2 separate regions of the Rattus norvegicus genome follow, and region 1 is linked to region 2. A link is a contact called in public Hi-C data. All regions are on one chromosome and are shown on one strand. Each heading gives the region's core, a stretch centred on a gene start, on an enhancer-like site or on the middle of the called end of the contact. The rest is flanking DNA. Distances are from core to core; before and after follow the strand shown.

What was found. Hi-C and Micro-C count contacts between places; a contact is called where the count stands out from the background.
Region 1: a contact with region 2 is called in a Hi-C map of the A7r5 cell line, with 5 times the contacts expected there. The contact joins the enhancer-like site here to the promoter of Col5a2 in region 2. A contact is called at or near these places in 4 of 12 Hi-C or Micro-C datasets (the A7r5 cell line, the Rat2 cell line, Schwann cells and 1 more).

The regions. Positions count from the first base shown.
Region 1 is chr9:55,185,426-55,189,429 of GRCr8, reverse strand. All of the region lies in intron 1 of LOC134480367 (a long non-coding RNA gene), which reads left to right. Among named protein-coding and RNA genes, the nearest start is that of Col5a2, 97 kb to the right of the region's middle. Within about 2 kb of position 2,164, at least 7 of the 93 cell types and tissues checked have an H3K27ac peak or open chromatin away from gene starts, as enhancers often do. A contact at or near this core is called in the A7r5 cell line, where this site is marked.
Region 2 is chr9:55,088,066-55,092,109 of GRCr8, reverse strand. Col5a2 (collagen type V alpha 2 chain) reads left to right here and starts at 1,959. Exons shown (of 54, transcript NM_001399195.1): 1 at 1,959-2,203. The coding sequence starts at 2,110.

The DNA.
Region 1 (4,004 bases), core at 915-3,414, 97 kb before region 2:
CCTATTTCTTGGGATTAAAGATTTGTACTAAGTTGCCTGGAGATAACTGAGCTGGGTGTGATCTTGCCCCAAGGTCATTACTTCCTTAGTTCAATGTAATATCCTTGAACACAGGATTCAGCACCATTTCACTTCCAGGTGTCCCTTTAATACTCGAACCATATATTTTGTATTTTTCCTTTCTCAACTTCCTTTTTTTCATTAAAATGCTCTTCATGAGACTTACCCAGAGAATAAAATCTCTGATGGGCATTTCTGAGCCTTCTTTTGCATATTTAATTAATCTGAGTCTTTTCACTTTAGCCTCAGGCCGACTCTTCAGACAAGGGCAAAAAGCAACCACATTCTTTACCAAAATACAAAATACAGTCTTTACAATACAAAAGCAGTCTTTACAGCACATACCAAAATTCTTCTCCTCTAAAACCTCTTGAGTCAGGCCTGTACAATTCAAATCACTCTCAGCAACAAAGAAATTATGCAAGGAACATAGAGGATGAGACTTAGAGATAACACATATAGTTCATAAGAACAAAGATAGCAATTACAAGGATTGGTCAAAATGTATGTTTAATCAAGGTTGAGTTAGAAATGTCTGGTTATTGAAATATTATGCAATAATTAAAAGCACTAGATTGGTATGACTTATCTTCTAGGTATTTAATAATCATACTTGCAGACTATTCTAATGTGGTCAGAGAGATTGAGAGAGATTGAGAGAGAATACTTTTTCTCTTGCCCTTCAAGGTCAATAAGGTCCCAGGAGACTGTGTCTCATCTCTCAAAAATATTTTCTACCAGTAGAAAGCCAATGCAGAGGAAAGACTCCCACACTTTTAGGAGAAGACACAGTGAGACTGATCAAGGGCTTTGATCAAGTCTCAATTTGATGGACAGCTGGTAAAAGGAAGGCTAGAGAAGCTTGAGGTTCCTCTCAAGACCAAGTGTCCCCTGAGGATCTAGCCTTGACAGTACAAAAAGAAAAAATTAATCTTGACCATTATAGTCTCAGACACTCATCAGAAAAGTCTAAACTGAGGACTGAAAACAGTACAAGAAATTGCACTCCGCACATTAGACATAAGTCTACAATGAGATGTTATTTATCCAACTATATCTCACTAAGAATTTTTTTCTGATTAAAGTAGCTATGAAGGTGTCTATGAAGAGAAAATGCTCTTTCCTACTCAGAAATATTTAAATCCTTTTTCTATTTTGAGAAGAATATCTTATTTTTAATTTCTATGTATTGGTGCTTTGCCTGGAAGTATGTCTGTGCACCACATGTGCATAGTTCCCATCAAGGCCAGAAAAGGTCATGAAATACAATGGAACTGGAGTTGCAGATGGTTCTGAACTGCCACGTGGAGCTGGTGCCCTTAATCTCAGAGCCAACTCTCCAGCCCCAGATATTTATCTCTTGATTGTTACTGAGTATTTTAATTATTTTATTATGAAAATTTTGTTTCGCAAAAATCATTGCAATGAGTTTTGAAGAAATAAAATGATGTGTAATATTTATACTTTTAATCCCTCATGCTAAATGTCCTTATCTCTATGTTGTATTCTATTCGGCCTAATGAGGTAGCTGCAAATGTTACTCATATTTTGTGGATAAGGAAGAGCAGGCATAAAAACCGAGCAAACAATCTGAACCCAAATAGCTACTCGTGCTGGTGAGATTTGACGTGAGTCATCTAAGTTCAGAGTCTTAATCATATGTGTACCTTGGATCAATAGGAGTGTATAGATGTCACTTATCAATTATTGTAAAATATATGTTGAGTTATATGAACTTTTCAGAGTTATATGAAACCAATATTAGGTCATTTAAAAACTCTAAGTTCTGGTCTTCTCACGTTTTACTAGTTTCTCTTCTGGGCAAAGGCAGAAGTACTTCTTCAGATAGTTCTTGTTCTGTCTCTAGGCAGTCATCACTAATAAACAGAGCAAGCAATACTCTTGAATTATTACACAATCATATTGATGAGCACATATCACCTTCAGATGTTTTAAAGATCAAAGGCAAGACAGGCAAGTTCACACCTTTGTAAAATGCAGAGAAAGACAAAAGCTGGAATTGTCTGTAGTAGTTTGGTCATGTCCTTCTGGTCATAAGTGTGTTACTGCGTGCTGCAAGGAAAGTACTGGAGGAAAGCACTCAGCCTCTCTCTGTGTGTTCATGACTCACACATCCAGAGCAAGTCCTGCTGGGCCTTTGTCACCTCGTAAACAGCAGGGGGCATCATTTCCTTTCTGATCTTTCCACAAAGTTGTTCTTGGGTATTGTTGAAGTCCCTAGTGTTCTTTCGCTGTCTCTTGGGGTATGTGGTACCCAAAATTGGAAATTGTTAAATAGTTTCATAAAGGGTGAAATATAACTCTATTTCACAATCTTTGAAATATCTGGGACATCCTTAGGTGAATGATAAGTTTAAAATCCAAATAGCAAAATTGAAGTTAATGAATTTGTTGTTAATTTACAAAGCTGAAGGAAAATATTTGTTTGAAGTGGCGGAGCATCCCCACAATTTCAAACACTTTGCAGTGAGATGAGTAAAAGATGTGAATTTGACATCTGTAGAGGTCTAACAATGCTTTCTGCAGCTGTTTTTACACATGTTTGATTGTACTTCAACATGGATTGCTTGTGTGTGTGTGTGTGTGTGTGTGTGTGTGTGTGTGTATCTATCACATAATCTCTGGCATTAGATGCTATTTTTTTCTTTTTAGAGGTTTTGCAACTTTAGTGTGTGAAAGTACTAGGATTTGCACTGTCTTCTTTCTACCATGTGTTCTCACCAGATGGAGTTGACACTTGTCTAATTGGGGAGGATTGCTTGGAGAGTACTAGACATGTTTTCCCATGAAGCAAATATTAGGTATCTGGGTATTAATCTAACGTAATATCTGATAGTTAAGTGGTCTTTTTAAACTTTATTTTGTCTGTGTTCATTTGTTGACATAAAAGCTAATAATTCTTACAAAGAAAACTGTGAGTCTAAAACTATTCCCTATTTAAGAATAATTTTCTTCTTTGCAAGAAATAGAGACATCTAATATTTTTAATTTTAGACAACCTCTGCTTTATTTATAAACTTGGAAGAGAATGAAAAGTAACTTATAAGCAACATTTACTCACCTAGAGGAAGTTTTTAAAGACGGCATTTTACTGTTCAAATAGTGACACAAAGCCGTCTAAAATCACTGATCCCACCAACTCTGTCTGTGCTGTGGAGTATCTTGTTTGTGCCAGTATCTCACTGCTCTCAAAGGTCCTTTTCTGGCTGCAGTCTAGTATGACTACCTCCTGTTTTTCTCTCCAAGTGCCTCCCATGGAAATTCTTGAAAAATAAAGCAACGTTTCAACCCACACTTTAATGAGTGGACTGGAGTCCATATTCCATTAGCTATCTCAGAAGTGACTCAGAATTGTCTAGCCCGCACTTTCCTAACATTTTCCATCCAATGTAAGTTATTTCTTCGTCTTTTACTACTGGAGTGCTTTTCATATTTGCCAGCTGAGGAACTAGAAATAAATGAGACCTATAGTTTCAAATTTGAATGTTTTGTTTGAGCTTTTAAAATGAAGCCCTGGTGACCTAGCATTTGGCATAAGTACCTTCAGAAAAATGGACAGTTAGAATATAAGTCTAAGTTACTCAGCTACAATTTGCCTAATGTGAAGGCAAGCTGTACGGCCTGGCCTGTCTATGAGGTCTACTGTTCTCTTTTGTATCCACCCCTTTGTTTTTTACCATTTTTCCCCCTGTAGAGCCATCTTTAGGCACCCAAAGAATCTAGGTACTTCATCCAATCCTACTACTGCCCTATCAGAGAGGGTAGTGTCAGAAATTCCAGACAAATGGGACATTATTATTGAGGCTTCAAGCATGTTCCCTGAGCTAATTCAAGGAGGTGGAGCATATGCTAATTAACTGATCACTTATTTGCTTCATGGAGATTCTCAAGTTCACATGAGAAATATGTGTGAAATGCTATAG
Region 2 (4,044 bases), core at 710-3,209:
GGTCATTCTTCTGTCAAGTTGGGCATGTTTATTGTTGTTTTCCTTGTTCAGTTCATGGTGAGGCAGACATGGTGGTGAGATTTTATGCATATAGCTTCTGACATTTCTATGATTCCTTTATTCTTACGGACTTTCTGCCTCTTCTTCCTCAATGTTCTCTGAGCCTTATGTTCAAGAGTAGTTTGATAGATATAACATTGAGACTGGGTTACATGATTCTGCATTTTAATTGATTGAGGTTTTCTGAAGTGATTTCCATCTGTTGCAAAACAACATTCCTTTGATGAAGGATTAACAAGAGCTTTTACATCATGGGTTTTTTCAGCTATTGTTCAAATAATTAGAAGAAATTTGATTTTTGTTCCTTATTTAACCCATTCATTAAGTGTGAGCAAGACAGCCATGGGAACAGCAGTATGTTGGTGAAAGAATTCACTAGACATAGACAGGTCTTGATGTCAAGTTATTCTCTATGGTACAGGGCGAGAAAGTTGTTTTGGGAACTTCTCCAGAGCCTAGCTCTACCTCTTTTGGATTTTTTTCTTTTATTAAGGAAATTAAACAGTAAATGAAGTTTTATATACCTATTCTAATTTTAGACTATTCTTTTTTTGTATTTATTTTGGGTTTAATTCATTCCACAAATAGCTGTATATCTGGTTTGTATTTTTTGTTTCATATAGATGTATTTTTTTCAGCATTTACATAATACGTTTTTTAAAGGTGATAGATTCTGCCTTTGTTTCCAGTATGCCATATTCCCTCCAATATTCAGGGTGTCTCAGAGTACCTGTTCAGTGCTGAGAAACTACGAAGACTTGAGTCATACGTGTTGTGTGTGACTTAATTCTGTTCCTCGAGAACTCACAATATCAAATGTATTAGACTTTTAAAAACACTGAGGGCATTTAAATCTTGTCAAGCTTGAGTAGGGCAAAAAGTTAATGACTTGCTCTTAAGAGACATATACAGCTGGGACTACCATGTTCCCTGGAAAGCTGGTGTGGGGGCTAATGACAGCGCCATCCACTTTTATGTAGCTCTTTGCAATTTGGAATCTAGTTAATAGCATATTACTCAGTTTAGTATCACCAGATCCTGCACACTCGTCAGGCCAAAGCCCCCTTTCCAACAAGAAAATTGGACAGATAAAGACTATGTATAAATTCACAAAATTGGTGAGTGGCAGATCTGATGTGGGAACCCACCCTTTCTGAGACCTAAAGCAGTGTGTTTTCCTCAGTCAACAAGCTTGGTGGACTTTTTTAAAAAAAAAAAAACACAGTAAAATGCTCTGTGACAAGGAGAATGTATAGCTATGTCTCCTTAAGCGACATGGAAGCAACTCAATGAAAAGGACCTCAAGTTCATTTTGAGTCGGGTGTATTCTGCCTCTTCTCTCTTCCAGAATCCTCTCACAGCATGAGAAAGGGAGCACAGTGAAAATCGGGACAAGAATCATTCCTCTGCTGTCAAAAGAACAGGTTAAAAAGTGACGTTTTAAAGGCTTAAGTGATGAAGAGAAGTCTGAATTATCTAAATGCAAAAGAAAAACAAATCCACTAAAAGGCTGTAATCCTCCCTAAAGCTTTTTTAGTGTCTCTGGAAAAAGTCAGTGGGTGTGTGTCTGGGGGAAGAGTTAGGGAGGGAGGAGCAGACTCCTTCTAATAGGCTTTCTTTTAAAAAAAGAGAAGAAAAGAAAAGGCATACACACTCAAACAGAAGAAGAAATAAAAGTTCGTCTCTGTTGGGAAGCTGCCTCTGCGCTTAAAATCTACAAGGAATACTGAAAACTCAAGTCGCAGAGTCCTGCGCTCTGATTTGGTTGCTTACCATCAATCAGAGGGTTGCTTGGCAGACACTGGATGGTTATGGGCCTGAACAAGCTGAAAGGGGCAGGAAAAGAAGTGGAGGCAGCATTCTTCCTATTTAAAGCTGCGTCGCTTGAAAAAAGTTTTCACAGACTCTGCTGGAGCTGGTGCTGAAACAGACTGAGGCAGCCCCTGGGACTGGTGCTGAAAAAGAGACCCCAGCCAAATTCATGGTGCTACAGTGACCTCCATATCTACTCTTCGATCCCAGGAGGACCCACATGTCTCATATTTAGGCATGATGGCAAACTGGGTGGTAGCAAGACCTCTCCTCATTCTTTTTGTTTTATTAGGGTACTGTGTCTCAATAAAAGCCCAGGAACAAGAGAATGGTGAGTTTGCCTTTTGCTTTGCTTATGGTGTTTATGGCTTGGTTTGGGAACTAGATGGAATGTTAAGCTTCAGGAGGAGCGTGAAGGGAAGACTCTGGTTTGAAGTTTGAGAAGGGGGCTGTAGGATTTGCACCTGGGAAACAGCTTGGCTCTGGAGACTAGGCACGTCTGCAAATCCGGAGCTTCTGTGTGTGCCCTGGCAAAAAGTTAGTTTCTGACATCCTCTAAGAGCGAGGATCCGATCAGTCCTTTTGCCCGAACGTAAGAGTGTGATGTTTAAAAGAAAAGAGTGCTTAACCGGAGGCACTTTTTAGTTAGAGGTCTGTTGTGTGGGCTGGCGCTTTCCAAGCTGGGAAAGCCGCCGCCGCCGCCGCCGCCGCCGCTGCTGCTGCAGAAGCAGGGCAGGGTGGAGTCTTTCCTGTTCGAACTTCAGCAGCAGTCTTTGTTTAGAAAAACCTCTGCAGCAACCCTGATAGTTCGGAGTTTCCTTTGTCTTTGCTCTTCATTCCTTTCTTTCCAAAGCTTTATCCTCCCCTCCTAACGTTTTCATCTCTGATCTTAAAATCTTGTTTGCTTACTGAGAGGGAGTCAAGTTTATTTCTTCATGACAGACGCTGATAGAAACCAGATTTCTTAAACTGCGGTACTTTCCCACCCTACTGACTTGATTATTGGGATAGTGTAGTTCCTGGGAGAATGGCTGAAGGCAGACAATCAGCACGCCTTATATATAACTTACTTGGAATAGAGTATTGAGAAGGACTTTTCCCTTAAATCCCTCCCTCCCTCCCTCCCTCTCTCTCTCCTTCCTTCCTTCCTTCCTTCCCTCCCTCCCTCCCTCCCTCCCTCCCTCCTTCCTTCCTTCCTTCCTTCCTTCCTTCCTTCCTTCCTTCCTTCCTTTCCGGTTCCCTTCCCTTCCCCCTGTTCCTTCTATTTTCCTTTCTTTTAAGGCATATCTTGCTTGGTTACTGTTTTCTTGTTTGTTTGTTTGTTTCCCCTGTGTGGGTTACATATGTTAGTGGTGAGTCATATTGTTAAGCAAAATGGCATGGCTACTATAGGACAAAACTTTAAAAAAAATAAAATAAAACGGGCGTCATTGATATTAACCTTAACTTTTGAAGATCGAAGTGTCAGAAATAGACACATTCTCACTGTAAGAGGCCAGCATAGATCTTCGTCACTGTTAGCATCAAACTCAAGCTTTCAAAACTTTGTAATGTGTTAACCATGTCTACTATTGTCTTTCTCATGTGTATATCCATCTATCTGTATATGTTTTTTTTCCTGCCTTTCTGAATTTTTCTCTAAAGATATTTAGAAACTATTTAGCAGTTTTAGAAATCCTATAACGTTCTGGAGATAAAATTCAAGTCTGTCAATAGTCCCATAGAGGGTGCACTTTTCTAAAATCTTGAAACTTTTAAAATCAGTTTCTATGTTTCAAAAAGAGAGGGAATTTATGAAGGGTGAAACGAATTTCCTCATAATGCCATGAAAAGTCTGTGTTGTTTTCAAACTGGAGAACAAAGAAGTCAGAAAAGAGGAAAGCAGACTGCAACATTAGGATAGAAGGAAAATGTCTGAGTATCAGTGAATCTGCTCACTCCCCTCCCCTACCAGAAAACCTACTCTAAAATATCTATAGAGACTTTATTCTCAATTTATATTAAAACGATGCACTTAACTTTTGTAAAGTACAAAAGTAATCAAATATGTATGTAAATGAAAATATAGGATGCTCAAAAGCTTTTGAGAATAGGTCTTGTGCTAAAACTCTCATCTAGGTCATTGAATTTATTCTCTAGGTCTTACTTAAAAATGAGGGGTTTACTGTTCTC